Linked DNA regions of Sus scrofa: regions 1, 2, 3, 4 and 5 are each linked to region 6. Evidence: chromatin contacts called from public HiChIP or PLAC-seq and promoter capture Hi-C data. All regions are on one chromosome and are shown on one strand. The core of a region is the stretch at or near the end of the contact, and the rest is flanking DNA. Distances in the headings are between cores, read along the strand shown.

The links. Promoter capture Hi-C pulls out the DNA fragments that hold promoters and counts their contacts. HiChIP or PLAC-seq counts read pairs in DNA pulled down with a chosen protein or histone mark.
Region 1: a contact with region 6 is called in a promoter capture Hi-C map of liver, with 3 times the contacts expected there. The contact joins the promoter of UBAP2L here to the promoter of JTB in region 6. A contact is called at or near these places in 1 of 5 promoter capture datasets (liver) and 1 of 2 datasets of contacts at active chromatin or transcription factors (alveolar macrophages).
Region 2: an H3K27ac HiChIP or PLAC-seq map of alveolar macrophages shows a contact between it and region 6. The contact joins the promoter of HAX1 here to the promoter of JTB in region 6. A contact is called at or near these places in 1 of 47 Hi-C or Micro-C datasets (skeletal muscle) and 1 of 2 datasets of contacts at active chromatin or transcription factors (alveolar macrophages).
Region 3: a contact with region 6 is called in an H3K27ac HiChIP or PLAC-seq map of alveolar macrophages. The contact joins the promoter of NUP210L here to the promoter of JTB in region 6. A contact is called at or near these places in 1 of 47 Hi-C or Micro-C datasets (embryonic fibroblasts) and 1 of 2 datasets of contacts at active chromatin or transcription factors (alveolar macrophages).
Region 4: a contact with region 6 is called in a promoter capture Hi-C map of liver, with 4 times the contacts expected there. The contact joins the promoter of INTS3 here to the promoter of JTB in region 6. A contact is called at or near these places in 1 of 5 promoter capture datasets (liver), 1 of 47 Hi-C or Micro-C datasets (liver) and 1 of 2 datasets of contacts at active chromatin or transcription factors (alveolar macrophages).
Region 5: a contact with region 6 is called in an H3K27ac HiChIP or PLAC-seq map of skeletal muscle. The contact joins the enhancer-like site here to the promoter of JTB in region 6. A contact is called at or near these places in 4 of 47 Hi-C or Micro-C datasets (embryonic fibroblasts, epiblast stem cells, fibroblasts and 1 more) and 2 of 2 datasets of contacts at active chromatin or transcription factors (alveolar macrophages and skeletal muscle).

Annotation. Positions count from the first base shown.
Region 1 is chr4:95,518,235-95,521,894 of Sscrofa11.1, reverse strand. UBAP2L (ubiquitin-associated protein 2-like) reads left to right here and starts at 2,163. Exons shown (of 27, transcript XM_021089781.1): 1 at 2,163-2,265. It overlaps C4H1orf43 (chromosome 1 open reading frame 43 homologg), which reads right to left and starts at 1,892. Exons shown (of 7, transcript NM_001204390.1): 1 at 1,570-1,892; 2 at 1,076-1,177. The coding sequence starts at 1,635.
Region 2 is chr4:95,468,808-95,472,337 of Sscrofa11.1, reverse strand. It overlaps HAX1 (HCLS1-associated protein X-1), which reads left to right and starts at 1,366. Exons shown (of 6, transcript XM_021089792.1): 1 at 1,366-2,211; 2 at 2,721-3,339. The coding sequence starts at 2,159. UBAP2L (ubiquitin-associated protein 2-like) reads left to right here. Exons shown (of 27, transcript XM_021089781.1): 27 at 897-1,216. The coding sequence ends at 935.
Region 3 is chr4:95,572,710-95,576,211 of Sscrofa11.1, reverse strand. It overlaps NUP210L (nuclear pore membrane glycoprotein 210-like), which reads right to left and starts at 2,238. Exons shown (of 40, transcript XM_021089795.1): 1 at 1,704-2,238. The coding sequence starts at 1,951. It also overlaps a transcript of TPM3 not described here.
Region 4 is chr4:95,943,093-95,946,749 of Sscrofa11.1, reverse strand. INTS3 (integrator complex subunit 3) reads left to right here and starts at 1,945. Exons shown (of 30, transcript NM_001243322.1): 1 at 1,945-2,652. The coding sequence starts at 2,509.
Region 5 is chr4:95,853,867-95,857,602 of Sscrofa11.1, reverse strand. It overlaps GATAD2B (transcriptional repressor p66-beta), which reads right to left. Exons shown (of 11, transcript XM_021089804.1): 5 at 3,117-3,248; 6 at 2,391-2,561; 7 at 1,549-1,861. Among named protein-coding and RNA genes, the nearest start is that of SLC27A3, 48 kb to the left of the region's middle. Within about 2 kb of position 1,667, at least 1 of the 83 cell types and tissues checked has an H3K27ac peak or open chromatin away from gene starts, as enhancers often do. A contact at or near this core is called in skeletal muscle, where this site is marked.
Region 6 is chr4:95,711,824-95,715,381 of Sscrofa11.1, reverse strand. JTB (jumping translocation breakpoint) reads right to left here and starts at 1,456. Exons shown (of 5, transcript NM_001128468.1): 1 at 1,237-1,456; 2 at 1,039-1,076; 3 at 752-834; 4 at 238-317. The coding sequence starts at 1,319.

The sequences.
Region 1 (3,660 bases), core at 914-3,413, 190 kb after region 6:
GACCTGGCACGACTGTGGCTGCAGTATAGGCCAGAGGCTACAGCTTCAATTTGACCCCTACCTAGCCTGGGAACTTCCATATGCTGCAGTGCAGGTTTGATCCCTGCCCTGGCAACTTCTGCATGCCCTGAACATGGCCAAACAAAGAGCAGCAGACACCTTTTACCCAAAAGTGGAAGACAGAAGCAGCAGGATAGGGGTGGCAATGGGGTATCAAGAGTTCTGACTTAGACATTTTAGGTATGAGATGCTTATCACATCTACTTGGAAATTTTTAGGTAGGCAATTGGATGTGTAAGGATAGAACTCTTAGGAAAGAGGTATGGGATAGAGATACAATTTAAAAGTGGAAGACAGAAGAAGCAGGATAGGGGTGGCAGTGGGGTATCAAGAGTTATGACTTAGACATTTTAGGTTTGAGATGCTTATCAGACATCTACTTGGAAATGTTAGGTAGGCAACTGCATATACAAGGATAGAACTCAAGAAAAAGGTATGGGATAGAGATAAAATTTCGTCAGTAGATATTTAAAGCCAAGGAAAGGAAGGCAATTACCTAATAACTTAGTTGCTCACTTCCTGTATACACTCAGGTAAGTAGCTTCCTTTTCTTAAGTTTCAATTTGTAACATGAATGACGGAACTAGATGACTTACAGGGCCTTTATAAATCTAAAGTTGTGCAAAGGCAACCATTCTCACTGATCTGGGGTTAAGTTTAACCACCCTAATCCCATCCTAAGACAAAATTAGAAAAAAACCGCCCAAATAGCACAAAGTAGCCTAAGTTTAACTGGGAAATATACCACAATGTTTTGGGAATCTTAATCCAAGTCCTCCGTTGTGCATATGCAAAAACTTAAGCTCCTGGATAAGCTGCATGCTGTGCCATAACAGTGAACAGGTATGCCAAGACCCAAGATGACTTTTATTGCTCAATATACTAAAGTCAGCGCATGGGTAACTAAACGAGAAAACGTGGGAATTAAGTCAGTTCTAAAGGCAAAGTAAATCTTATTCTGGGCCGTAATAAATCAGAAGAATCAGGCGGCCTATCTCGTACCTTAAGGACCTACCTTGGGAGCATTGTGTCCCACAGGGACATGAGGGCCCCTTCGGGATTTCATTGCAAAGCGCATGATTTGCCTCTTCACAAAAATAAATAGCAGTACAAACACCTGTCCAAAAAATGAAAAAAGTAAAGAATCTTTAATTAAATCGTTCCAAAAAAAATGCCTTCGTTTCAAATCCCCCAATTCGGGTTCTCGAGGATGCTTTGGGTAAAAAAGTTGGGGCAAAGCAAGGCCATCAGCGACGGGGTGGATACAGGGAAGCCTGCAGCGGAGAGGCGTGAGGGTCTGCATCCTAGGGTTTAGAGGGAGGGTTCTCGGCTAGAGGCGGGGCGGTCCGAGTCGGTGACTTCTGCTCCCAGGTACTCCTGGGATAGGAGTCAAAGCCCAGAAAAAAGCGCAGGTGAGTGGGTGGAGAATGAAGACAGGGCGCTGCTCAAGAGGAGGGCCTTTACTGGGTCAGACGCGACAGCAGGGACGGGTGGGGGAAATCTCCTCACCAGGCTCCCGTAGGCCATCACCAGCACGACATTCACGCCGGACAGCCAATTACTGCCAGACGCCATGGCCTCCCCACCCTGCGCAGAACTGCTCCGGTTTACCCCGCTGCACTGCCTCGTCAGCCCGGGCTCCGCCGAGGCAACAGCGCTTGGGTTCCCTGAAGCGCCCCGGCCATTTCCTTACGGGGAAAGACCAAAGCTGACCGGGCCTGAAAACATGGCGGTTGGGGGGGCTAGGAAAGAAGAACGACGCCTTCCCGCTTCCCCCCAACACGTGACTCAGGCACGCAATGGCAACCGGGACCCGCGGGTGCGGAGACGCGGAACTAAGCCAGTAAGAGGAAGCCGAGGCCATCCGTGCGTCACGTGGTAGAGGCGGGGCCGCAGCGGAGGAGGCGGGGCGGACGCGCCGAGCCGGAGTGAGGTGTCTCGTGGCGGGGCGGCACGCGCACGCTTGCGTGCGCGTCCCTTTTCGCGTCACGTGCTGGGGGACGCAGGAAGGCAAGTGGGAGGGGGAAGGCGCGAGAGCGAGCGCGAGAGGGAAAAGGAGGGAGGGGGGTGGGGAGGAGGGAACCTTATATCACGTGACAGGGGCGGCGCGGCCCGGGGTGTCAGTGTGGAGGAGACTGAGGTAAAGTTGGGAGCGCAGCGGCGTTGGCGGCGGCGGCGGCGGCAGCGGCAGCGCGGCGGGGCCGGGTATTGTCCGCGGCCCCTTTAAATCCGCGATCCCCCTTTTACCCTCCCTCTTTTCTTCCCTATCCCCGCCGTATCCCCCTCCCTCGGTAGGCCCCCCCCCGCACCGTGTGTTCCCCACTGTACACCCCCCCCACCTAGTCGTGCGAGTCCTGGCGCCCCCCCACCCCTCGAGTCGGCCGCTGGAGGTTTTGTTTATGGTTGGGTTCGCGGCCTACTGGGCCGCGCCAGAGCCGGGGCCTCGATTTGGGAGCGTGGCCGGGGCGGGGCTTGGGGCAGCTGGAGGGGGGGCCATGCGGCTAGAGCCTGAGAGGGGGAGAGCGAGAAAGAGCGCGAGCGAGCGAGGCCTGGGCCTTGCCTGAGGTAGGGGCCTCTCTCTACCCTGGTCGGTGCCTGTGGAGAAAACGAGAAGGCCTCCTCCCTTTCCAACCCTCTGCGGGCCTCCTCTGATCCGGATCCGGCCTGGTTTGGGGGTGGCGGGGGGGGGGGATGGGGGAGGGAGGGCGTTGGGGTGGAGCTGCCCCAAACTCCCCCATGTGGCCCTCAGTTTGGAGTGCGGAGGATTAATTTGTTCCGGGTGGGAGGTAAGGAGGCGATTGGCCCCGTGAGCTCCCGATGTGGCGCTGAACGAGGTGAGCCTCCCATCCTCCGCGCGTGGGCTTGCGTCCCCTCTCCGTTTCCAGCCTCTTTGTCAGCTCCTCTTATTACCCTTCCTTCTTTCTCACCGCCCAGGCTCTCGAAATATATTTTTTTGCTGCTGTCTTTGGCTTCCTGTCGTCCATACTGTAGTTTTGGGTACCCCAAACAATTATGCTATTTGGGAGGCTGGGCATACAGGCTCCCAGAGGATGTATTACGCCTAAGGGACGTAATTAGAGCAGTAGGGTATTTGTCCAATCTTCTCATAGTGGGACAGAAATTCCAAATTTCTTCAGACCCTTCACCTTGTGGACAGTCGCTAAATTGCTTTGCAAACTGATGTCACAAACAGGAGGCTGCTCCTTTTCCACCGTTCTTGAAATGTAGCCATCTCTGGTGTAGGATGTTGTGGGGGGAAAAAAAAAACCAAACAAACCACCACAGTAACAGGCCTTTTTTGGTGTTATTGTTATCCCTTTTGCTTTTGATTGTCCCTGATTGTTAGATGGAGAACTCCTTTTTTGTTTCCTCCCCATCCACCTTACACTGCCCATATCTTTTGCTTTGGGGATATCTGATGCTGGGAGGTGACAGGGGTCAGTGACAACCCTCATTACTGGAGAACTAAAACGTTTTGGCTTCTCATAGATTGATAAAACTGCTTTGAGATCCTACAACCATTGTCCTTAAAGATTATCCTATTCCAGTGATTATTTCCGTTGTGAACGGGAAGTCGGAAAGTATTGCTGGCATGTAAAC
Region 2 (3,530 bases), core at 117-2,616, 240 kb after region 6:
TTCCCTTATTTGAAGTTTGAAAGTGCTTTTTTATTTGCCAGAGGTGCTCTAGCTGCTGTATAAATCAAATTTCCTATGGTTGCAAAAGGATAAGCTTCAGAGTAGCTCTAAGCAAGGGGAATGGGAGAGTAAAACAATTTCCAAATCTCCACCTGAAGATGTCACAAATTTGTCCCACTAACTAGACTTTTCCTCCCCATTCATCCTCCCATTCCCCTGCAGACGGGCAGCGGGCAACGTAGCCAGACCAGCTCCATCCCGCAGAAGCCCCAGACCAACAAGTCTGCCTACAACAGCTACAGCTGGGGGGCCAACTGAGGCCCTGACCCTCTTCTCCCGGTCCCATCTTCTGAGAGGGCTTCTCAGCCTGGCAACTATGGAAACAGCATCAAAGAGAGAAAGGAATGTGGGGGGGTTCCGCTGCCCCCCACACCCAGCGGCCCACCCCATGCCTCAGCTTCATGTCTGTCCCATTCCCATACCATCCCCACTCTGTTGTATGTATTATAGGATTTGTATTTTCTTCTTTTTTTTTTTTTTCCTTTCCTCTCCTCCTCCCCTCTTGCATTCAAGATTATGAAACTTTGCTGTGGGCCCTGCCCTTCCTTCTCCTCCTCCTGTTCACCCTGGTGGTGTGGGTGAGGTGGGGAGGGGGGACCCCCAAATATATATCAGCCCAACAGCCCTAAGTCTCCTCCTTTATTATTAGGAAACAAAACAACAACAACAAAAAATGGTGTCATGAACATGAACAGCATTGTCAGATGAATTAGTTGAAGTGTTTTTTTTTTTTTTTTTTTTTGTACTGTGTCTTCAAATTTAATGGATTAATGTGTCTTGTATATATAAAAAGAAAACCTCTACCTTCAGCCTCTGCCCATTCTTGCTCCGTCTAGGATATCCTCAGTCTCGTCGATGACCAGCTTGGTGAATAAGTATTACTGTACCAACTGGGCCTTCTCTAGCAGGCCCCGAAGGCAGTGGAATAAAATGAAATCTTCGCCCTTTAAGAACTCCGACCTTAATGTGCTAGTATCTTGCCCCTGAGGGGGTTCCCTTCCGTTCTCCCCTAAGAATTTCACGGCGTGGCCTGGAAAGAATCACTGCAAATCTTCATTTTCTCCAGATCTACAGCAGATTTTAGGCGGTGAAGGGAGTGGAATGGATAGCAGATACTGGGTGGAACGGAAGAGGATTAAATGAAAACTGAAAGAAATGGCTTTGCAGAATCAGTTTAATTAAGATGGGTCCAGGCAAATGAACTGGAAAGAAATGAGGGCAACATGCACTGTTGTTGGCCAGCAAATCTGAAGCAGTAGTTCTTGACGCTTGAGTGCTTTCATTTCACATAACTAATACCCAGCCCCTGAAAAGAAGTCTAGAGTCAGGCCAGGGTTAGGATGGGGGTGGGGTACAGGGAGGCAGAGGCTTTGAAAGTCAAATGATAGGAAAAAGATACTAAAAGCCCCCAATTTTTCCCTCCCAAGAGTTCCCTTGCTCTCTTATGAAGTCTTTAACCTGCTGGTTGCAGAGCTTGCCTGGAAGAATTAGAGGAATTCTTAACAGCTGGAGAGAGAAGTCCTTGCGTTCCCTGAGTCTTTTTCTTTTACTCAACTCTGGGGAAGTCACTACATTAGAAGGAGCTTGATGCAACGTTTTGTCCATCCCTCTGGTATCAGACTTAATTGGCTCAGTCAGGAAACAAAACCGAGGCGGGTCCAGGAGGAGTCCATGGGTGTAGTGAGCCGGCGGTGAGGGAGGGCCTTGGTCCAGTTCATTTGTGCGGATGGGCTGCCCTCTGGCGGCTGCCTCCGGTGCCATCCGGCGGCGTGAAACCCTTGAGACACCCTGTCGGACCGACCGCATTGGTCGGCAGAAGGAATTGGCTTAGGAGTCAGGTGACTGTTGGAAAACGAAAATTAAGTACACCCACTCCCTTCACAGGGAACAGGTGGGGTAAAAGAAAAAACCTTTCGAATTCGATAGGCCTGCCCCGCCCTCAACCACGCCCCGCTTACGGTCGTTTTACGACAGTGTCCGACCGATCGCAGGCTTGCTTTCAGGCAGCGTGGTCTGACGCTTCGCTCAATTTCCGACGGCGTAGCTTTGGTTTCTCCCCCCGGCTTTGGGGTTCGAAGGTTCGAGTCCCACGACGGGAATGAGCCTCTTTGATCTCTTTCGGGGATTTTTCGGCTTTTCTAGACCTCGGAGGTGAGAATGGGTCCGGGTCAGATAAGGGAGGGGGATCCGCTGAGGGAAGCTTGACCCCTGACACACTGTTTTTGGAAAAACATCCTTTTCCCCACTCATGCAACTCCTGCGGAGAGGGCAGAAGTCACAACATTGAGCACACACCCCGCGGCAGTAACCAAGGCAGTCGTTAAGAGGAGAAACAGGCGCTTAAACGTTTCTCCGTTCTGGGGTGATGCAGCAGGGGCCCAAGTGTGGGGAAGACAATGCAGCTCTGGGGAAGGGGTCAGTGAGCGAGCGGGACCTTGGGAGAGAGGGGAGGGGTTGGGGAACGCTGAAGAAAAGCTGAGGGGAAATGTTTGGGGGAGCCGCGAGGCGAGGACTGGCTTTGATAAAAACAAAACAGACACGATGGCCAGTTCTCTAACGCTCGCTTCAGCTTTCCAGTTTCCTACTCTTGTCCACCATTAGCTGGTTTTATAGATTAAGTAGTGCCGAAATCTTGGTGGCCAATCTGCATCCATCCCCAGCCACAGAGATCCCTTTTTTGGAGGGATGACTCGCGACGAAGATGAAGATGATGAAGAGGAAGAAGCCACATGGAGCCAGGGGAGCTCGAGGTTTGAAGGTCCCCAGCCTCCCGAGGAATTTGGCTTTGGCTTCAGCTTCAGCCCAGGAGGAGGAATGCGTTTCCACGATAATTTTGGCTTCGATGACTTAGTACGGGATTTCAATAGTATCTTCAGCGAGATGGGGGCCTGGACCTTGCCTTCCCGTCCTCCTGGTGTGTGGATGTCCCTGGGGGAGAACCTGTGGTTTCTGATGGGTCGATGGGTGAAAAAAAGGAGCCTACAGAGAGTAGTTGGGGGGTGGGAAGAGAGAAAATGGATGATTTCAAGATTTAAAAGAGCCCAAGATCTTTCCCTCCCACCTCCAGCATCCACCTGCCACCTTTCTGCAGAACTTCCAGGTCCTGAGATAGAGACACCTGGTGAGAGACGGCAGGAAGGACAGACACTTCGGGACTCAATGCTTAAGTATCCAGATAGTCACCAGCCCAGGATCTTTGGTGGGGGCCTGGAGAGTGATGCAAAAACTGAATCCCCCAAACCAGTACCAGACTGGGATTCCCAGAGACCTTTTCATAGGGTGAGTACATCTGGGCCTGCAGTGAGAGCCTGTGGAACAAAACTGCAAAGACTGGAATCCTTATTGGAATCTGACAGATTTGGGTTGGAATCCTAGACTCTCCACATAAGAGTATTTATCTGTTTTCTATATTAAGCTTTTTGTAGGATTTTCTTGGGGGGGGGTGAGAGGAATGGAAGTTCTTTTTGTTT
Region 3 (3,502 bases), core at 989-3,488, 140 kb after region 6:
CAAGGCCAGGGATCAAAACTGTGTCCTCATGGAGGCTAGTCAGATTTTTTTCCACTGAGCCACGAAGGGAACTCCAGGGGTAAACTTTTTACACTCTGGATAAACCTTAGTGCTTCTCTTAAGTGATGGAATAGGGAAATCTACGCCAATTAAAATGAATCCTCTGGGAGTTCCCGTCGTGGCGCAGTGGTTAACGAATCCGACTAGGAACCATGAGGTTGCAGGTTCGATCCCTGGCCTTGCTCAGTGGGTTAAGGATCTGGCGTTGCCGTGAGCTGTGGTGTAGGTTGCAGACGCGGCTCAGATCCCGCGTTGCTGTGGCTGTGGTGTAGGCTGGCAGCTACAGCTCCGATTAGACCCAGAGCCTGGGAACCTCCATATGCCAAGGGAGCGGCTCAAGAAATGGCAAGAAGACAAAAAAAAAAAAAAAAAAAAAAATGAATCCTCTGATACCTTGGAGCCCACTTCAGTTAGGTTCCCTTACACCTTAAGAAGCCACACAACCTAACATTGCATCTTCTCACACTGGATAATCATGTCTTTCCTCATGATCCTCAGTCAGAAAGTCATCCCCTCCCCTTTGGAGTTGATTATCCCAAAGCTGAGTGTACGCTTCAAGAGGGTACTCTCATAGAAGAAGGGAAACATATATTACAGGCACCTCTCATCTCCACCCAAAACGAATCTTGTCATATTACAAGAAATTTACACTTCATGGAGTCTGGGTCTCAGGACCCTCATCTGTAAAATGAAAATAATATAATAGTACTTACTTCAGAAGACTGTAAAAAAGGAATGTAGTAAATTGTGCCATACTTAGTTGTGGTTTTTGTTTGTTTGCTTTTTAGGGCCACACCAATGGCATATGGAAGTTCCCAGAAGAGGGGTCAAATCTGAGCTACAGCTACCGGCCTACATCACTGCCACAATAACGTCAGACCCAGATCCGAGCTGCATCTGCAACCTACACCACCACAGAGCAACACCAGATCCTTAACGCACTGAGCGAGGCCAGGGATCGAATCCCAGTCCTCATGGATACTAGTCGGATCCATTACTGCTGAGCCACAACAGGAATTCCAATTAGTTGTGTTTTTACATTGAGAACTCCACCTCATTTAGTTTTGTGGAGTACTCTCACACCCTAGGCCTCTCTAAGCTTCTCTAGCTCCTCACCTCAATAAATCTCCTCAGACCTTGGAAATCCCTCTCACTCTGTTTTAATCTTTTCAGGGCAGCAGAGGTTCCCAGGCTAGAGGTCAAATCAGAGCTGGAGCTGCCGGCCTACACCACAGCTCCCTGGCAAGGGCGGATCCTTAACCCACTGAGCAAGGCCAGGGATCTAACCTCCGTCCTCACGGATGCTAGTCAGATTTGTTTCCGCTGAGCCACGAGGGGAACTCTGAGGAAGTTCTCCACATCGGGTAACCATCAATGCCTGAAACCTCCAACACAAGCCTTCCTCGTGCCCTGAGAGCTGTCCACACAGTGACTTCCCCTCCCCACAAGGACCCACACATAAGCAGAAAATAGCCCACACAAGGAAGACAGGCCACAGCAGGAAGGGCTGGCCACTCCGCCCCCACGGACACCCCACCCCCACCCCTACAGATAAAAGCCCTTCAGGCCGAGCGGCCGCAACGTTCCTGAATGTCTTCCGTTGACTGAACCTCTCCCATCCTTGGGATCCCCCGACCCCTCACCAAGTATAGCAGCCCCGCTGTGCCTCCAGTAGGAAAGGCACCCGGCCCGGCTCCCGGCTGAAGGGTAGCAACACCTGAGGCACGTTAAGTTTGTTGGCCAGGGTTCCATGCAAAAAGAGAAACAGCAACAGGTAGCGCTGTAGAGGCAAGCAGAGCAACGCAGAGCCTCGCGGCGCTGGCGAACCCGTCATGGCGACTGCCAACCCTCGGTTCCCGCTCAACCCCAGCTGCGCCCTCAGCTCCAACATCAGCCAATCCGCAGGCGTGACGTCATCAGGAGGCGGGCCCTCCTGCTGCTCAGAATCATGGAACTGTTTTTCAGACGCTTTCCAGTAAACCAACGTTTTGCAAAGTTTAAGGCACCAAGCAGGCCACCCACTTAAAAGGGCTACTTTCTTACATGTTAGGTGGCAAATCTTTCATAGTAAAGAACAAGCAGGAGTTCCCGTCGTGGCGCAGTGGTTAACGAATCCGACTAGGAACCAGGAGGTTGCGGGTTCGGTCCCTGCCCTTGCTCAGTGGGTTAACGATCCAGCGTTGCCGTGAGCTGTGGTGTAGGTTGCAGACGCAGCTCGGATCGCGCGTTGCTGTGGCTGTGGTGTAGGCTGGCAGCTACAGCTCCAATTGGACCCCTAGCCTGGGAACCTCCATATGCCGTGGGAGCGGCCCAAGAAAATGGCAAAAAGACAAAAAAAAAAATTAAAAAAAAAAAAGAACAAGCAGAAATGTCTAAAAGGAATAAAAACACAAAACTCTCCAAATATATTCCTCCTTCTGTTGCTTGCTGTGTGGATCCTAGAGCAACCTTTTGTCCCCCGCGCCCCACCCCGCCCGATTTTCTTTGCAGTCATTTCCAGAACATTTGTCCCTGCATATAAATGGAAAAAATTTCTAGTCTCTAGTATAAACAGCTGGACTTTGTCAAGGAAGCTGTATCATTTCTACTAGGAAGTCAGATTCATGTCCAGCCTCAAGGCCAGCGTGCAGGAAATGCCAGGCACTGGCAACTCAAAGGCAGCTTTGAAAACTATCCTCTCACACAGCCTGTCTGTAAGCAAACACTCTGAGAGCTCTTCTTGTTAAATTAACTTGTTTTCTCCAAATATCCAAGAGTATCAGTTCAAAGGCTGTCTCAGGACAGTTTACTAAAACCACACATATATATAGTAGTATGTAATCTGTGTCATATATTGGTGAAGAGGTCTTAGGGTGCAATGTCTAATGAATCTACGGTTTAGAAGAATACAACTATAAAGGAAGATGCCAGTGTTAAATTAAGTAACCTATAAAAGGTCTGGCATATAAACATTAATTCTAACCTTCACATTTATGCTAACAATATATATTATCTTTATTTTACAGATAATGAAACTAAATGATTTTTATCAGTACAACTAGGGATCTGAAAGCTCAGTTTTGACCCCATTTTTGGTCAGCTTCCAGAGTGTGTGCTCTACATCAAATCCTGTTGCTACCACCCACAAAGACCTGATTTTTACCCGAACTTTGTAGTTCCTGTGGAGGAAAAACATCTGGATTAGGAAATAAAAGCAAGTAGTTCTGAGGGTTGGAGGGACTGGTTCTTTATTTCAAAAAGACACATCAATTTTCAGTATCAAAACAGTTACATTATTGGTTTTTCTTTCTCCTAATCGGCCCCCAAAGAGACCACAAAAAAGAGTACATTTTAAGCCAATTAAGCTGCAGGATGCACACCTAACAGACCTCACTGAAACCTCACCAAACGTGGGGGGAGGAGGGCAGAACTGTGTAGGGAAAGAAACTTTAAATGATCAGCA
Region 4 (3,657 bases), core at 696-3,195, 230 kb before region 6:
ATTTAAGAAATCTTTTAATTCTTTTGGAGCAGTGGGTTGTTACCGGCATTGTCACTGCAGTGGCTTGGGTCACTGCAAGAGGCAAGAAATTGTACAACATAATTTCATTTTTGTTAAAAAACAAATAAAAACAACCCAAGACATAAACTGTGGATATGTGTTTATGTATGTTTGAAAAAGTAGAGAAAGATCTACACAAATTAGTGGCACTGATGACAAGAGAAATGAGATTGGATGGGGTCAAAGGGGAAAAAGAAGATTCACTTCTTTAATGTTTGAATTTTTTTTAAACTTTTATTTTTTTAAAATTTTATTTATTTATTTATCTTTTGTCTTTGTGGTATTTCTTGGGCCGCTCCCGTGGCATATGGAGATTCTCGGGCTAGGGGTCTAATCGGAGCCATAGCCGCCGGCCTATGCCAGAGCCACAGCAACGCTGGATCCGAGCCGCGTCTGCAACCTACACCACAGCTCACGGCAACTTCGGTTCGTTAACCCACTGAGCAAGGGCAGGGACCGAACCCTCAACCTCATGGTTCCTAGTCGGATTCGTTAACCACTGCGCCACGACCGGAACTCCTAATGTTTAAATTTTTGTAGTGAGTTTTAATTACACGTTTTTTTAAATTATAGGAATTGAATTTATTTATTTATAAACCACACCCAGTGGCTCTTGGAAGTTCCCAGGCAGCAGCTGATTTGCTGCAGTGAAAACGAGGGATCCTTAACCTGCCTCACCACAAGAGAACTCCTAATCATAGGAATTTAAAAAAATGTCTTGGGAGACTTATGCTGATTAGGTAGGGGTGAATCGGGTAAGTTTACTGAGAATTTGGGAAATTTAGAAGGTATCTGAGAGGGTTGTTTAGTATAATTAGAGAAGTAGCAGGATGTTGAATGGACTGGAATCCATTAAATCCCTAGGGATGTATCATATATACACATGTACATAGGCTAGAGAAGAACAAATTCCAGAGCCTTTTTTTTTTTTTTTTTGGTGCCACGCCTGAGGCATGTGGCAGTTCCCAGGCCAGGGATTGAACCCGACCCACAGTAGGGACCCCTGATCTGCTGCATTGACAATGCTGGACCCTTAACTCGCTGGGTCACAAAGGAACTCACAGAGGCTTTTTTAAGAAAAAAGTGGTTGAATATGGGAGGGAGACGAATGAATGTCAGAAACAAGCTTCTGCAGCCGGGTTGCTGGGGGCAAATGCTGACACTAACGCAGATAAAACAGGACAATACAGAGCTTCCAGAAGCCAATAATGAATCAGTGCACGATTCTAATGATTTGGTGGGCAAAGTGGGTCTATGCACTTTTTTTTTTTTTTTGCAACCTCTGGCGAAAAACTGCACTTGCGTGAGCGCCTACACTTGCTTGCGTGATGCACTCTTAGCTCCAGGAGCTGGCGCCATACTATCCGATGACATTTGCTCTGGGACCGCTTAAGGGTCAAGGCTCCGCTCCCCGGCCCCGCACTGTCAATTCGTAGCTAGGTTTCGGGCTTCCCAAAGCCACCCAGGACTAGTGCCCCGGTTTCCGCACCCACCCCAACTTCAGAATGAGGGAGAGCGAAGACGGGCGCCGCGCGTGCGCGTCAATATACGCAGGCGCAGCCTCTCTCCTTCCTGATCATCTCGCACTCACACCCCACCTCCGGGAAGTCGTTCTGTCCCGCCCTCTGAGAGCAAAGAAGGAATGCTATTGGGTAGTCTGGTTGTCCATCAACTCAGTCTCTCTTTTGCTCAATACCATTGGCAGCCGGGGAGAAGGCTCTGGGGCCGACGTCGGCCTATTCCTTCGAGTGTCAGCGCCACCGCGGAAGCCGCTATTGGCGGAGGCCAGGGACCGCGTCTGCTCACTTCCGGCGCGGGCCTCCACGATTCCTTCCCCTCCCCCGCCGTCGCCCTCAGCCTTCCCACCCCCCCGCCCTTCCACCATGGCCGCCTCTGTGTGGTGTAGGGAGAAGCTTGTCCTCCGTGTCCTCCCATAGCGCTTACTGCTTCACCCTCACCCCCTGGGGGCCGGATCCAAAGGAACCTCGCTCCCCAATCCTTGGGGCACCAGCCAGGAAGGTTTCCTATTCCCTGCTTCAGGCGCAGGACTCCTCTTTCCCCCACCTCCTGAGGCAGAAACTTAGGATTTTCCTTGCTTCTCTTAGGGTCAGAAGCCAGAGAGGGCTCCCCTTGCACTTCTTCAGGGACAGAAGCCTCTCCCACCCTTCCGTAGGGGTGCAGACCCTTACCCCAGCATACTTAGGAGCTAACGGCGTTTCCTCAGCACTGCCACTCCAGAGGCAGCACCCAGAGGCCCGTCCTCCTTCGCCTCCTGCACGGGAGCGGCCTTTCGGAGAGGAGGGAGGAGTAGAGAGGCCAGGGACCCTGTCCTTCCCGTCCCCCACTTGTCCCTCTTGTCCCTCCTGTCCCTGGCAATCCTAAATTCCTCATTTCTAGGACTTCCCATCCATCCACTCCCTGGCCTTTTCCCGTCTCCTGGCTGCAGCCATGGAGTTACAGAAGGGAAAGGGGGCAGCAGCAGCAGCTGCTTCGGGAGCAGCGGGAGGTGGAGGAGGAGCGGGAGCAGGAGCCCCAGGAGGGGGGAGGCTGCTACTTTCTACCAGTTTGGATGCCAAGGATGAGTTAGAGGAGGTAGGTGTGGGGGGTGGGGAAGGGAGTTAAGAAATGGGGTTGAGGAGGGATACTGGAGCGGATATAGGGTGGGGGTGGGGGAGGAGGCCTTCAAGTTTTTTCTAAGGCCACACAAACACTGCTCCAGACTTCCTGGTCCTGAAGGAAGAAGTGTGGGCCAACTTCCTGGGCAGGTTGTCATAGCAACAGCAGCCAGTGGTGTGAAAATGGGGTGGGGGGGTGTTGATGAGGAAGGGATGCAGCATCCAGATCTACCGAATTTATTTTTGATAGCCTTTTCCGCATACAGGCCACAGCTATTCTGAATATTTACCCTGTTTCAGTCTTAGGTCATATATTGAGTTGAGAAGTAATGTATGTCTGTATAGGGGTCTGGGGGAGGGTGGTGGCAGACAGAAGCTTGCAGACAGACATTGAACCCTTCTGTGAGATAGTATTGACTTCATGTAGGCACAATTGCCAGTGATGTTCACTGGAGTTTAGAATGAGTGAAGACTTAGGAAGAGTGCGTTGTGTTTAGTTACTACAGCAGTGGGGCGAGCAGGGCATAGGACGTAGGGGACTCTCTTTCAAAACCAGGTCATACATCCATGAAGGAGAGAACACATAGCTGCTGAAAAAGGGGATAGGGTGAGGCGACGGAGTGGGTTTGAATCAGGATTTTAGACTACTGAATAATTGACCCTCCCCTCCCCCACTGGCCCTTGCCCTGTCTGACAACCCAGAGTTGATCACTTATCCCTTTCCATTGCTCTGCATGAAGAGACCCAGAAGTGGGACATGATTGCTGAACTGTTTGTAAGACCTAATACATTCAACCCAGTGGCTATCCAGGGACAGGATGAGTCAGGTAATAGGCTCTGGCTCTTCACTGGCCATTTCCCTGCTTCTGATTTTGTCACTGCTCTCTATCAGATACTAGAGGGTGGGCAGGCTGATAGGTGGAATTCATAGTTTAGATTTGAAAAAAAAAAAAAAATGTTGGTTCAGATACAAGATGGTGGA
Region 5 (3,736 bases), core at 418-2,917, 140 kb before region 6:
ATTAGTACTATCTCCATTTACAAATGAAGAAACTAAATGTAAGAAGCATAACTCCTAAATGACAAAGCTGGAACAAGAACCCAAGTTTTCTGATTTCCTATGATAAAATGCTAGGAAGAAAATACGAGTCAATTCAGAATGGAAGGGCTCTACCTAATTCAGCCAAAACTTTTGTTTCTTAGAGTCTCTACCTCAGACTATTACTTATCCCTATCACATACATTCATAATTTTTACTTATCAGTGTCCGAATTATTCATTGATCTGTTTATAACCAATATTGGGCCCATTAGGCACTCTCCTCTACTGTCAGGTGTTCCCCTAAGTCTTTATGTTTAGAAATTCAGGCTCAATAACTTCTGTTAGCATAGACTATGTGATGTTAATAATTTAGAATTTGATTCAGTGTTGGTTAACAGCTTTTATGTGGTTATAGTTATCTTTATCAGTCTATTAACTATAAGCACTCAAACACCAGGGACTGAATAACACAGCACAATGCCACATAAACACTGATATTAAAAACAGGGGTTCTGGGAGTTCCTGTCGTAGCTCAGTGGTTAACGAACCCAACCAGTAACCATAAGGTTGTGGGTTCGATTCCTGGCCTCACTCAATGGGTTAAGGATCCGGTGTTGCTGTGAGCTGTGGTGTAGGCCGGCAGCTGTAGCTCTGATTCGACCATTGGCCTCGGAACCTCCATATGCCGCAGGTGTGACCCTAAAAAGACAAGAGACAAAACAAAACAAAAAACAGATGTTCTGGGAGTTCCTGCTGTGCTACAGCAGGTTAGGGATCTGGTGTTGTCTCTGTGGCAGCATAGGTTCAATCCCTGGCCAGGTGCAGTAAGATAAGGATCTGGTGTTGCCACAGCCATGCCATAGGTCACAGCTGCAGCTCCAATCTGAATTACTGGCTCAGGAACCTCCACACCCAACGGTGTGGCAAAAAAAAAAAAAAAAAAAAAAGAGTTCCCGTCATGGCTCAGTGGTTAACAAATCCAACTAGGAACCATGACGTTTCGGGTTCGATCCCTGGCCTTGCTCAGTGGGTTAAGGATCCGGCGTTGCCGTGAGCTGTGGTGTAGGTCACAGATGCGGCTCGGATCCCGCGTTGCTGTGGCTCTGGTATAGGCCGGCAGCTACAGCGCCGATTCGACCCCTAGCCTGGGAATCTCCATATGCCATGGGAGAGGCCCTAGAAATGGCAAAAAGACAAAAAAAGAAAAAGAAAAAGGTGTTCTAGTCTTTAAATTATGTATGCATCATGCTAGGCACATTTAAAAGAACTAAGGAATATACTGCAAAAAATAGATAAGCTACACTATACACACAATAAAAACATTAAGCCTAAGATATACACACACACAAAAAGCTTTTTGATATGGTGCTCCCAAAGAGCCTCTGAATAAGGGATGGGACATAGTCTGGCAATAGTAAGGAGAGATTATTCAGTATTACATAGTGCCCTGTGATACTCTGCCTGTATCAATCAGGTGTGGCAACTGCCTACTCAGATAAAAAGATTGAGCAGAAAAAAACAGCTTTACCTTGGCTGTCGATGACACTCTGTACAACTTCTTCCAAGCCTACCATGTAGATGAACTCGCTATTGGCTGCACTAGGCAGGAAATGAAGCAAGGGAGCAGGTGGTTTAGGGGGTGGAATCTCCAGGAGTGTCTTTTCCAGCTGTTTGCGAAGAGCCAATTTGGCTGCAGCCTGTGAGTTGGCAGCATCAGTCATGGCGCTGGGGCTAGGAAGTGGTGAGGACACTCTGTTCACGGTCCCTGGCTGGATATGGGAGGCAAGGTTCATATAGATGGCAGAGGATGTTGTGCGCTGACAGGGAACAGAAGAACTTGACTGCTGAAACAGATTGAGACAGACTGAGTATAGGGGTCAGTAATCGTATGTGGGAGAAAAAAACAATTCTTACTTTTGAGGCAGGGAATACTACCTGATCCTAGTGTGAACTACTTAGCTCCCCTCAAGCTCAGAAAAAGACATGAGGCATCCAACTTCAGTGAAAAAGGACTCTGGCACATAGGAAAGGAGAAAGATAGTGGCTATGAACTAAAATTGCTAAGAGAAAAATAAAGATTTGGAATGTTTTGTCATATATTCTTATGCTTCTTATTCCCTAGATTCTTTTATCTCTTTCTTCTAGAGAGCTTTTAGCTTACTGCTGCTCTGCTGCTCTCTTCTCCACTACTATAGTCATATAATTTCTCAATGTTTCTACTTTTTGGGACTGCTGTCAACCCACCAAAATTAGGACAAAATTTGTTGTCTTAGAGTTTCTCAATGTCCAAAAAACTTAAAATCTATGATTCTTTCAACCAGGAAAGTAAATAAAAGACAGCTATGTTTCCACATTGGGGCTCCCTCTTACCGGCTGGTAATTGATAGCAGGATTCATATTGGGTGTTGTAGTGCGTACAAGGCCAGGCTTAGGTGGGCCCCGCTGACCCTGTAGCTGGGCTGGGTTTGGTGCAATCACACGCTGAGACATCAACATGTGTGGGAGGGTGGTGTTGGTCGCTGAACGGATGACACTGTGACCCTGAAGGGGAAGAAGAGGAAAAGATACAGTCCTAGGTGGTAAAATGCCCCACAAAATGCCAAAGAGAAAACACTACCTATAACATATAGCTAAGTGGAAACACAGAAACACAATAATTTCATCTAATGGACTATGGGAAAAATCATCATCATCAAAAACCTGATTAGTGGCTAGAAAGTCCCGGGCCTTCCCCCCACCCCCGCAATTGCCCCCAATGCATATGGAAGTTCCTGGGCCAGGGATGGAATCCAAGCAGGAGCTGCAAACTACATCACCGCTGTAACAAGTCCCTGGCTTTTTTTTTGGTATAAGCTATTTAAACCTATATGGAAAAGAGGTAAGCTGGAAAGCACCGGTGTAGAAAGACTGCAATGGAAAAATAAGTTATTCATCTTTCTACTGTGGACTAAATCATGCCATAAAGGTCCAACAGGACCATCTATAGTAATAACACATCTATCAAGGCCAATTCTTCTATGATCTTCACAAAAGTCCTAAAACAGAGAGAGGATAATAGGGCCCCCTGACACTAAGATCCCACTATGGGTCACATACCTGTAATGTTCTCAAATTCTGAGGTTCAACCCCTTGGGCCCCAGGCCGGGAGGGAAGCTTGGACAGGCCTTGTTGTCCCACATGGGCAGGAGATGGCTGCACAATAGACGCTGCATTCTGTACAACTGGAGTCTGAGAGAGAAGAGAGACAGTGGAAAAAATGCTAATAATCAGAGGTAGAAATCTGGTACACTTCTAGACTTTCAAAACTCCCTGTCAGTCTGAAGCTCTTGTTGACCAGAAGGGAAATGAGTAAAACAGAATCAAGGTTTTCCTGATTAAGGCCCAAGATAAAAAAATATTCCACAGTTCCTGCTGTGGCACAACGGGATTGGCGGCGTTTCTGCAGCATTGGGACACATGTTTGATTCCCAGCCTGGCATAGCGGGCTAAGGATCTGGAGTTGCTGCAGCTGTGGCATAGGCCACAAGTGTGGCTTGGATCTGATCTCTGGCCCTGGAGCTCCATATGCCATGGGGCAGCCAAAAGAGAAGAAAAAAAAATTGTTCCTAAAGACAGAACCAGAGACAAAAAAGGCACCCAGCTCAATCTACCTGGGGTAGACCATTCTCAAACCAGTTTTTCTTTGCTTTCTGCAGGTCCCTTATTTCTCAAGCACA
Region 6 (3,558 bases), core at 207-2,706:
GGTGAGAAAAGCAGAGCTGTGTGAGCCAGTTTTACTGATGAGGAAATATGGCCAATAACATCGTGCCGAGGAGTAGAGCTGGGACTTGGGTTCGAGTTATTTGGCTCCAGATCCCCTCCTCTTTCCAATATGCCATGCTACCTCCAGACAAAGAGGAAGTGGGGGGACAATCTGCCTAAAGTCATAGGGAGCAAAGGAGGTGATCTAGGAGGTTTCAAGAAGAGAAGAAACACTTACCTCTTGAACTCATTCCTCTTAGATGAGCTGCATGTGATTTTCTCCACATACCCTGTGGAACTGCACTCAGGGGTAGTTTTCTGTCAGGAGGAAAGGACCAAAGCATATGTTAGGAAGTGGTGGCAGGAGAAGCAGAAGGCTGCCATTCAGAATGGGCAGGTGCCCAAGTGCTATGGCTCAGAGCTGGCAGGCAACAGAGAACTAATGAAGACTTCTGATGGCGATGATGAGGTGGTGGTTACATGATCAGGAGTATCTTTTAGCAAGAACACTTTGGGGCAAGACTCTAGGAGAGGTGACAGCAAGTTCTGGAGCCCACTGGAGTATAAATGAACCGAACACAGTTATTAACTGAATGTTGCCATTAACTTGAAAAGAGCATTTTTGGGGGGCGGGGGGAGGGGGACAAGTTCAGATGTGGACTTAGACTGCAAGGAAAAAGAAGACAAGACAATGCAAAGGCACACTTAGTTAATTTGATGTGAGGAAAGAGGGAGAGAAAACAGATACTCACAGCCTGGAAATTAGAACATGGAGCACACTCTTCTGCCACCACAAACTCTTCCACCAGCCAGCACCGCAAATTTGAGGTGCTCACTAAAGACGGAGAGAAAATGCAAGCCCCAGACTTCGTTCAGGAAGTATTTCTCCCCAAAGTTCTGCCCATCGACTTCCTAACCCCGCTGAATGGCCTCATTTCACGTGGTGCCGCCCTTTTCCACTCGTGTTCTTGGTATACGGGAAGATATAAACACAAAACAAAACAACTATAGGGGTGTCGGGTTCCTAGACATCACCCACCTGAAAGTTTCTCCTCGCGCACGGGAGCTTCTGCTTGGCTGCAGCGGGTGACGGGGGGGAAAGGGGCAAAAGTCAGTAGCCAGAAAACTGGGAACTGACCCACCTCCGCGGTCCAGGGACGGTCTCCCTCACCCCAGGGGGCGGGGACGACCCGCTACCGCCATCCCCTCCTTTTCCCTGCCCTCAGCCCCTCCTTACCAGAGCTTTAAAGTGAAAGCGCAGAGCAACCAGCAGAGGTGGTGGCCCTGGGGGAGGCCACGCCTCCCCGCGCCCGCAGGCATGGAGTGCTCAGCGTCGCACCTGTCGGGACACAGGGACCTGCTTGACTGGCCTCGTGCCTCGGTCGGAACGCAGAGGCGGCGCTTACTCAGCAGTCCTCGGGGAAGTTCCAATTCAGGGCTACGAAAAGCTGGTTTGCCTAACAGATCAAAGACTCTATCAGGACATTCCCATGACCACGGCAAGAAAAGGCAATAAGCATTTGTTGGCTAGGACCGTGAGTTTCCTTCGGACCCGTCAGATCCTCTCCAAGGGCCGAAAGGGCGTAGGGCCTAGCACTCCCTCGGCTCCGCCTCCACTCCCGGCGCAGCCATCTTGCTCCGCGCAGGACCCTGGGTTTTTCCAAAGTTAGGCCAGTCGTCGGAAGCGGAGGCCCGCGGGTTGCCTGATGGGCCTTGTAGTCTTCCGGGCTAGGTGGCGCCTCGCCGGTGCTCCCCGGGAAATGGATCCCCCTGCTTTTGTGCGGTGAGACGCGACCCATTGGCTCGACGCCCCGTTGCATTATGGGCCTGGTAGTCTTTTGCGGGAACTGGGGAAATGGCGGTGGTCGGGTTCGAGTTATCGGTTCGTTGCTCCCTAGGCTGTGGCTGGTTTGCTTTTCTGGGCTAGAACAGTGAGAAGTAAACGGAACTATACGTCTGCCTCTCAGGACTTTCTCCCTCCTTAATGGGATTCACAGGAATTCTCGTTGTGGCTCAGCGGTAACGAACCCCACTAGCATCCATGAGGATGCGGGTTCAATCCCTGGCCTCCCTCAGTGGGTTAAGGATCCGGCGTTGCAGTGGCTCTGTGTAGGCTGGCGGCTACAGCTCGGATTGGACCCCTAGCCTGAGAACCTCCATATGCCGCGGGTGCAGCCCTAAAAAGACAAAACACACACACAGGATTCACCATTAAGCATCGGACTTTTAAATACCCTTCTCCCTTCCCACCTCCATCGGAAGTCAAGGGGAGATCCTGGGTGGGCGGTCCAGAGATGGCAAAACTGCATTTTTTCCTCCTTCCAGGGGCCAGAATACCAGAGATCCAAGGTGAAAGTGAAGCCTTCCCCTGTCTCTGGGCTTTCACTCAGCTCTACCCAGGGTTCACCTCTCCTGTTAATTGCTAAATTAACCCAGAGCTGGTCCTTTGAATAACCTCCTCAGATGTTCTCAGCTGTCTCTTGCTCCTACCTAATGCAATGAGGAGAGCTTGAGATGTGAAGTCCCAAGAAGTGTTGAGTCCAAGTTCAGGTGCTTAAGCTAAATGACTTTAGGACTGTATCTGAATGGCAGTGTTCTGTGTCAAATGGAAATACTAATGTGCATTTTCTAGGTTTCGGTATTTTTTTTTGGCAAGATGCAAATGAAATGTTTATAAAAATACTTTATTCTCTTCTAATTATACTGCCTCACATTTACCTTTTAGAGTCAACATTTAGCTCACTGAAGTTGGCATTATCCTTGTTTTATGAATAAGATCAGAGTGTGTCACCTGTCCAAGATCACACAGCTAATAGAAGAGCTGAGGCTTAAGCCCAGACTTTCAGGCCACAGGTTTTTATTTTTCGTTTTTTAATTACTCAATGAATTTATTACATTTATAGTTGTATAATGATTGTCACAATCCAATTTTATAGGATTTCCATCCCATGACCCCAGCGCATGCCCCCACCCCCGTTTTTGTTTTTGTTTTTTGCCTCGCTTGTGGCATGTGGAAGTTCCCAGCCAGGGATGGAACTCGTGCCACAGCAGTGATCCAAGCTGCTGCAATAACAACGCTGAATCCTTAAACCCTCTGTACCACAAGGGAACTCTCCAGGCCATAGATTTGTGCCTGATTTCCATCCCCATGGAGTTAAACCTTGACATACATCCAGAACTGTAGTGATGTGACCCACATTCTGGGTTCATGCTTTACTATCTGATAATGTATTAGTCACTATCCTAATTGTGCCAGAATTTTTCACCTAGTTTTTCATATATGTATGTCTGTAGCCTCTCAGACAAATGGACCATATGAATGTTCTCAGTAGATGGAGAAATTTAAAATAAACTTTATATAAATATAGGCACTATTAATAATCTGTATCCATATCCCACCTTCTCAAAATCAAAACACTATCATCATTTTTTTTTTCTTTCTTTTTAGGGCCACACCTACAGCATGTGGAAGTTCCAGGCTAGGGGCCCAATCGGAGCTACAGCTGCTGACCTGCTCCAGAGCCACAGCAACGTGGGATCCAAGCAGTGTCTGTGACCG